Regions from separate parts of the Anas platyrhynchos genome. Here region 1 is linked to region 2. The links are chromatin contacts, called in public Hi-C maps. All regions are on one chromosome and are shown on one strand. Each heading gives the region's core, a stretch centred on a gene start, on an enhancer-like site or on the middle of the called end of the contact. The rest is flanking DNA. Distances are from core to core; before and after follow the strand shown. Region 1 holds the start of RIOK1 (RIO kinase 1). Region 2 overlaps RREB1 (ras responsive element binding protein 1).

What was found. A called contact is a pair of places that touch in the nucleus more often than the background predicts.
Region 1: a contact with region 2 is called in a Hi-C map of skeletal muscle, with 2.9 times the contacts expected there. The contact joins the promoter of RIOK1 here to the enhancer-like site in region 2. A contact is called at or near these places in 2 of 8 Hi-C or Micro-C datasets (liver and skeletal muscle).

The regions. Positions count from the first base shown.
Region 1 is chr2:90,051,447-90,054,906 of IASCAAS_PekinDuck_T2T, forward strand. RIOK1 (RIO kinase 1) reads left to right here and starts at 2,133. Exons shown (of 17, transcript XM_038175152.2): 1 at 2,133-2,291; 2 at 2,403-2,598. The coding sequence starts at 2,218.
Region 2 is chr2:90,010,404-90,013,580 of IASCAAS_PekinDuck_T2T, forward strand. It overlaps RREB1 (ras responsive element binding protein 1), which reads left to right. Exons shown (of 12, transcript XM_038175425.2): 11 at 1,531-2,277. Among named protein-coding and RNA genes, the nearest start is that of SSR1, 28 kb to the right of the region's middle. Within about 2 kb of position 1,453, at least 6 of the 8 cell types and tissues checked have an H3K27ac peak or open chromatin away from gene starts, as enhancers often do.

The sequences.
Region 1 (3,460 bases), core at 883-3,382, 42 kb after region 2:
TCCCTTCCCTTCCCTTCCCTTCCCTTCCCTTCCCTTCCCTTCCCTTCCCTTCCCTTCCCTTCCCTTCCCTTCCCTTCCCTTCCCTTCCCTTCCCTTCCCTTCCCTTCCCTTCCCTTCCCTTCCCTTCCCTTCCCTTCCCTTCCCTTCCCTTCCCTTCCCTTCCCTTCCCTTCCCTTCCCTTCCCTTCCCTTCCCTTCCCTTCCCTTCCCTTTCTCTTTTTCTTTCTTACATATGCTCTCACAGAAGCACAAACAACATCACTTATTGGCTCAGCTCTGGCTGGCGGCGGACCCCTTATCTAGCTTCTTATGAAGTTTGCAGATGACACCAAATCAGGGGTGGTGGTGGTGATGGTGACCTACCTGATTTGGACAAGCGCAGGGGTGCCACCCAGAGGGACCCAGGCAAGGTGCAGAAATGAGTCACCAGGAACCTCATGAATTTCAACAGACAAATACAGAGTCCTGCACCAGGAAAGGAAAAGCCTCAACGGAACAGGATGGGGACTGACTGGCCAGGGAAAAGCTGCTGATGAGAAGGACCTGGGATGTCATTGTAGACAATACAGTGTATCCTGGCAGCAAGGAAGGTCAGTAGCATCCTGCACTGTATCAAGAGCAGCGCAGCCAGCAGACTGAGGTGCGTGACTTTCACCTGCCTTCCAGGGAGTGCTACACAGCATCTAGAAAACTGCATCCAGTCTTGGATCTTCCCAACCCAGAGAAGATACCAACAAAGCTGGAGTAAATTCATCAGGGTCAGCAAGATAGGTAGGGATCTGGAGCACTTGTCTTGCTCAGAGAAGCTGAGGGAACTGGGCATACTCAGCTTCTGGGGGACCTGGTAGCTGCCTGCCAGTGCCTATAACAAGCTGACACAGAGGAGGCAGCTAGGCTGTTCAGTGTTACATGGTAAGAGGACGAGGACCAAAAAACTGAAGCAAGAAAGGCTCAGACTGGTTAAAAAGAAAATGATATCCCTGTGACGGCAGTCAAGCAGTGGAGCAGGTTGCTTGCGAGGGGCTGTTGCAGTCTCCGTCCTTGTTGTTGTTGTTTCTTTTTATTATTTTTTATTTTTATTTTTATTTTTAAACCTAAAGAATTAAAGCCGTGAGTGGGCTGCTCTGACTCACAGCTTACCCTGTTTGAGCTGGAGGGGACCTTCTGAGGTTCCTTCCACCCTGCATTGCCCTGTGATCCCGTGCTTGCAGTGAATGTGAAGGGCATGCTTTTGGCTCACTGTCAGCCAGTCCGCAGAGCTGGGCCTTGTGGTGACCTCACATGCTTCTAGTGAGGGTTGAGCACTTGGAGTTCATTTGGAGTCCTGTTTGGGCTTTATTGTATTAAAGACTTGAGTTTAGTATTTCAGAGTATATTAAGCCCCTTTTCAATCAATTTATTTTGCAGACAACAAAGACCATAACTGGTGTTTTAGGAACCACGAATCGATGCCCTTAGCAGAAATAAGCTGCCACTTCCCAAAGCCAAGAGGGCTCGAAGACACAAGATGGTGAAGGGCCTGGGACACAAGTCCTGTGAGGAGCAGCTGAGGGCACTGGGGTTGTTTAGTCTGGAGGAGACTCAGGGGAGACCTTATTGCTCTCTACAGCCACCTGAAAGGAAGGTGTGGGGAGCTGGGGGTTGGTCTCCTCACAGGTAACTAGTGATAGGACTAGAGGGAATGGCCTCAAGTTGCACCAGAGGAGGTTTAGGTTGGCAATGAGGAGACATTTCTGCTCAGAAAGAGCAGTCAGGCACTGGGACGGGTTGCTCAGGAGGTGAAGGCGTCACCGTCCCTGGGGGTGTTCAAGGAGAGGTTGGACGTGGTGCTTAAGGACATGGTGCAGTGGGTGGCATTGGCGGTGGGGTGACGGTTGGACCAGGAGATCTTGGAGGGCTTTTCCGACCTTAATGATTCTTAGATGTTTATGGCTACATCATATGGTACTATACAGACACACCACAGCCGTTTACTCCCTGTAAACTCCACCACAGAAGCCCCGTGGCTATAACCCTATTCGGTCACACAGCCCCACAGCCCCGCGGCTCCCTGATGGAGCGAACCAACGCCCCGCCCCTCCCCGCCCTCACGCGCTGCCTCCCGCCGCCATTTTGCCGCGAGGAGCCCGCCCCCCTTTCCCCTCCGCCCCGCGCTCGCTCTCGGCCGTTTCTGTCCCTCCGCCGCCGCCGTAGCGGGCGGGCGGGCGCGGGGCGCAAGATGGCGGGGCCACGCGCAGCCGGCCGCTGCCCGCCCGTGCCCGGGCAGTTTGACGACGCCGACGGCTCCGACGGGTACGGGGGGGGGGGAGGCTGGTAAACTCGCAAAATTTATAATTTATACTTGGGATAAACATACTAAATTTTGTATTTTTATGACTTATCCGAGCGCGTATGTGTTTGAAGGGAGCTTACGCAGGACGCAGAGGCAGCCGCGGAGGGTGGGGGCGCTGAGGATCCCCAGTCACGTCTGCGCGAAGGAGGCGATAACGGTGATAACGATGATGATGATGATGGAGAAGAGGAGGGCGATGATGACTGGGACTGGGATGACGAGATGGGAAGGCTCACGAAGTGCCACGCTGCTGGGTGCAGCCCGCAGGTACGGTGAAGGCTCTTCGGGAAGCACCAAAGGTACCCAAAAGGAGATGGGGCTCATTTGGGGGCGTTGTTCTGTGTTAACGTTATGGGGAGCATAAATCCAAATGGAAAACTTACCTTGAGAGCATCACCTTTCCTTGCGTCTATTCCTGTGTATAGCCAGGCCTCTGCTTGACCTCCTTGTCCCAAACCCTGCTGCTGGATGCTTCTTGGCTCTGCAGTTTTTCTCCTGTTCCTTAGCTTCCTTAGCCTTCTCTTTGTCTGTCCCAGTCTTTAGCGATGTTGCTTTTTGTTTATTTGTTTGTTTTTGGAATTTGTCTTTTGTGATTTTGAGCATCTTCCCCGTTCTTTCCATTGAATTTTAAGACAGCAGCTGCTCAACATGCCCAGGATGAAATTTTTGTTTGTTTGTTTGTTTTGGACCATGTTTTGGTTCAACACCTAGGGGCAGCTAGGTACCATGCAGCCACTCTCTCACTCCCTGTCAGCAGGACAGACTTTGGGGGGAGGACAACAACCCTGAGGGTTTGAGACGAGAGTATTTAGACAAAAGGAAAAGGCAAATGTCCTTTGGAAGGAAAATGAGAAAAAAAAAATCTTTACTTCCCATCAGGAAGCAATGTTCAGACACTTCTTGAAAAGCAGGGCCTCACTAAGCATGGTGGTTGCTTGGGAAGACAAACAGTTTTATAGCAGGAGTCCCTCTTCTCTCCCCCCAGCTTTTTCTGAGTATGAAGTCTTCCAGTATGGGATATCCCTTCAAATAGTTAAGGTCACTGCCCTGGCAGTGTCCCCTCCCTGCTTCTTGACTACCCCAGCCTGCTGGTATTTTGGGGGGAGTTGGAGAGGCAGCCTTGATGCTG
Region 2 (3,177 bases), core at 203-2,702:
GTTTTGATTAAAAGGTAAGATTATTTTTTTGACAGATGACTTCTCCCCTTCAAACCCCCAAGAGAAAGCGTATCATGGATTATGCTGTATTAGGTGATAGTTCACATTCTGGAAATGTTGCTTAGCTTTGGCATTTGGTTAATAGCCATTGATTATCACTTTTGCAAGGAGATGGGGTCAATGCAAGTTACCCTGCAAGACTACATTTGGACTACTAAGTGGCTGAGAACTACCTTCGTACCTTCTGCAATTACTCCTTGCTTATGAAAAAAGCCCCTAATAGGCAATCCATGCCATTTAGAGACAAGCACACATGGTGCTGTGTCAAATGCAGGATTTAAGTCCACCTTGTAGATACTAAGTGGTTATTGGACTTGCAGATAAATGCTGAAATGACTGTTAAGTTGTGTGGTGCCTTGGCTGCATGCTGTCGACAAGAAGGAGGTGGGGGAATGACTTAAAACAAGGGAAGTTTCAACTTCCAGAAAGCATGACTTGCTAAGCTCATGTTCTGGAACAGCTGCTGGAAAGTGGCACAGGAGATGCAGTTACATGCCGTGCATCACTCAGCTTTAGCATCCAGATCCAGTCCAGCTTATTTCCTATTTACACGTACACGATTTGTACAGAGCTTGGGAGAGGTGCAGCTCTGCCCCTTTGTTCACCTTACCTGTGTTATATTTTTTGAACATGTTATGTCCTCAGCAATGGTAATGCTGCTGCAAACTGATAGGGTCATGGAGGATGTCATTAAGGTGGACATTTTAGGTGTGTTTTGGTTTTTATTTGGGGGAATGAATGGTGAAACAGCAAAGGATTTCACCTATTAAGCCGTCTTGGCTTAATATTTCGATTCCAGATGGTATCAATGTAACAACAAGCATGCATCAAATACCCACATGGAGACAAACTTCTGCAGCTTTTGCTTATATGATGTATACCCAATTTTTTAACTGTCCTCTGTGTTAATGCGTGTGATAATCTTTAACATTTAATTGTACAGATTGGTTGCATGAGGCCTTTACATTCCCTTGGAAAAACATTTCTCGCTACTTACAGTTTATCAGTTAGACTAATACGTGTGTTACTTGTGTTACATGTGCTACATATGTGGTGTTACTTCAGCCTATATCCATATTTCATACATGAGTTTATAAATACTACCTCCGTGTGTCTCTGATACAGCGTATTTCTAATAGCAGTGACCTAAACTCATCGTCGGTGTCTCAGCATTTTGTGTTCTCTTGTAAAAGCGATTACATCCCACTTCAGGAAACTGCCACGAATGCATGTGTATTTTGGAAAAGAAAGCATTTTATTACAGATTTTTAATCATCTTGTTAACTGGGTTCTGTGGTGTTTTGATCTCTTTTCAGCTGTAAGTTACTGACCTGGGTCACAGATAAGAAAAGCAGATGTTGGGACACTTGATCAGCAGCGCTGCGCGTGGGTCCGTGTGAAGCCTTACCGCTGATAGCTGTGAGTCAGCGGAGGGCGTCCCACTGAAAGCTTCTCTCTGTTTGCTTGCAGACAACCAGTCCGATGCGGAGACACCCACCACAGGAAACGAAGTCTTGGACCTGACCTCCTGCGAGAAGGAACAGCCAGAGGAAGTAACAGAGCTACCAGGGAGTGAGTGCAGCCCCAAGGAGGAGCAAAAGGCTGACTCCCCTCCGGCAGAAGAGGACGCTGAAGAAAAAGCAGATGAATATGAAGAGGGCCCTGAAGAAGATTCTGTAAGTAACAAAAGTCTTGACCTCAATTTTGCCAGCAAATTAATGGACTTCAAGCTGGCAGAGAGTGACCAGAGCACAGGCAGCAGTTCTCAGACTGAAAAGAAACATGCCTGTGATGTTTGTGGCAAAACCTTCAAGTTTGCTGGCACTCTTAGCCGTCACAAAAAGGCCCACATTCGTGAGGACAGAAAAGATGAAAGGAGCAGTGAGGATGAAAGCAAAAGCATCCAGGATGATGCAGGTGCTCCCTTGATGCAGGACTCTGGTCTTGAGCAGGAAGAGTCTCCGATGGACTTGAAGGTAGTGGAGTCTCCTGTGGACTGTGAGGCAACAGGAAAGGAGAATGAAGAGAGCGAAAGCATCTCTGAGGGGGAAGGCACAGAGAGAAAGTCCACTGAGAAGAGCAGTGATGACAAAAAAACAAAGACTGATGGGGCTAAGAGTACTGCAAAAGCAGACAAAAGAAAGAAAGTCTGTACTGTGTGCAACAAGCGTTTCTGGTCCCTGCAAGATTTGACGCGACATATGCGGTCTCATACAGGTAAGAGGAGATTTCAAGGCAGAGCAGATTGCAAGCCAGTCTGCCACCAGAGTGGTGCATCTGCTCTAGAGGTGCACGATTACTGCTAGCACTCGAGGTTGGAGACGCTGCTTTTAGTCCTGCAGGTAGCTGCAAGGTATCTTCTCTGCCCCAATCTCCATGCTGCATACAAAGCCTGTTAAGGGAGCAGGAATAGTCACAACACTGCCTTATCTTCAGTTCCCAGTTTTCCCCTATGCTTACTTAGAGTGTTCAGAGGTGAAGGCAGATATGGAGAGCTCCACACAATTGTTCTTGTCCAGTTTCTCACTCCCTTCTCACAGTGTGTGCATGGCTCTACCTCTTCCCAGTATTACTCCTCCCAGTATTTTGATGAGCAGTGAAGAAACATGGCAGTACATGATAAGACTTCTCTGAGCAGAAGTTGAAAGAAAGAGGGTTTTTGTCTGATTGTCAGACATGCTACTCTGCTGATGATGTGCATGACCTGCTGCCTGAGTGAAAGGCACAGCTACAATTGGCACTCTGCTTTTCCTTCAAACTTGGGCAGAGAAAGTGGAATACAGGTAGTAAAGTCTTTGTCTCACGACTTGACTCAGCAGTTAAAATACTTGAGGTTGCTTTATGGGATAAATTTCAGTAGTGCATTGTGAAGGAGATGAAGTCATGAGCCAGCTCAAGGGTGAATTAATCACTCATCCTTATTAATTCATCCTTATTAATGAAGTATTTTTACCTGTCAGTGAGCTGTTCCGATGTGGGAAAGAAAGCTGGTGCAGTTTGAAGTTTTGTGTCTTTTGAAGGCGCTTTCTGCTGAAGACAGTATCTTTGAGATTAACTTTGAGTACAAAATATTTGTGCTATACTTGAAGGTAAAGGTTCAATAACCTACGCCAAACA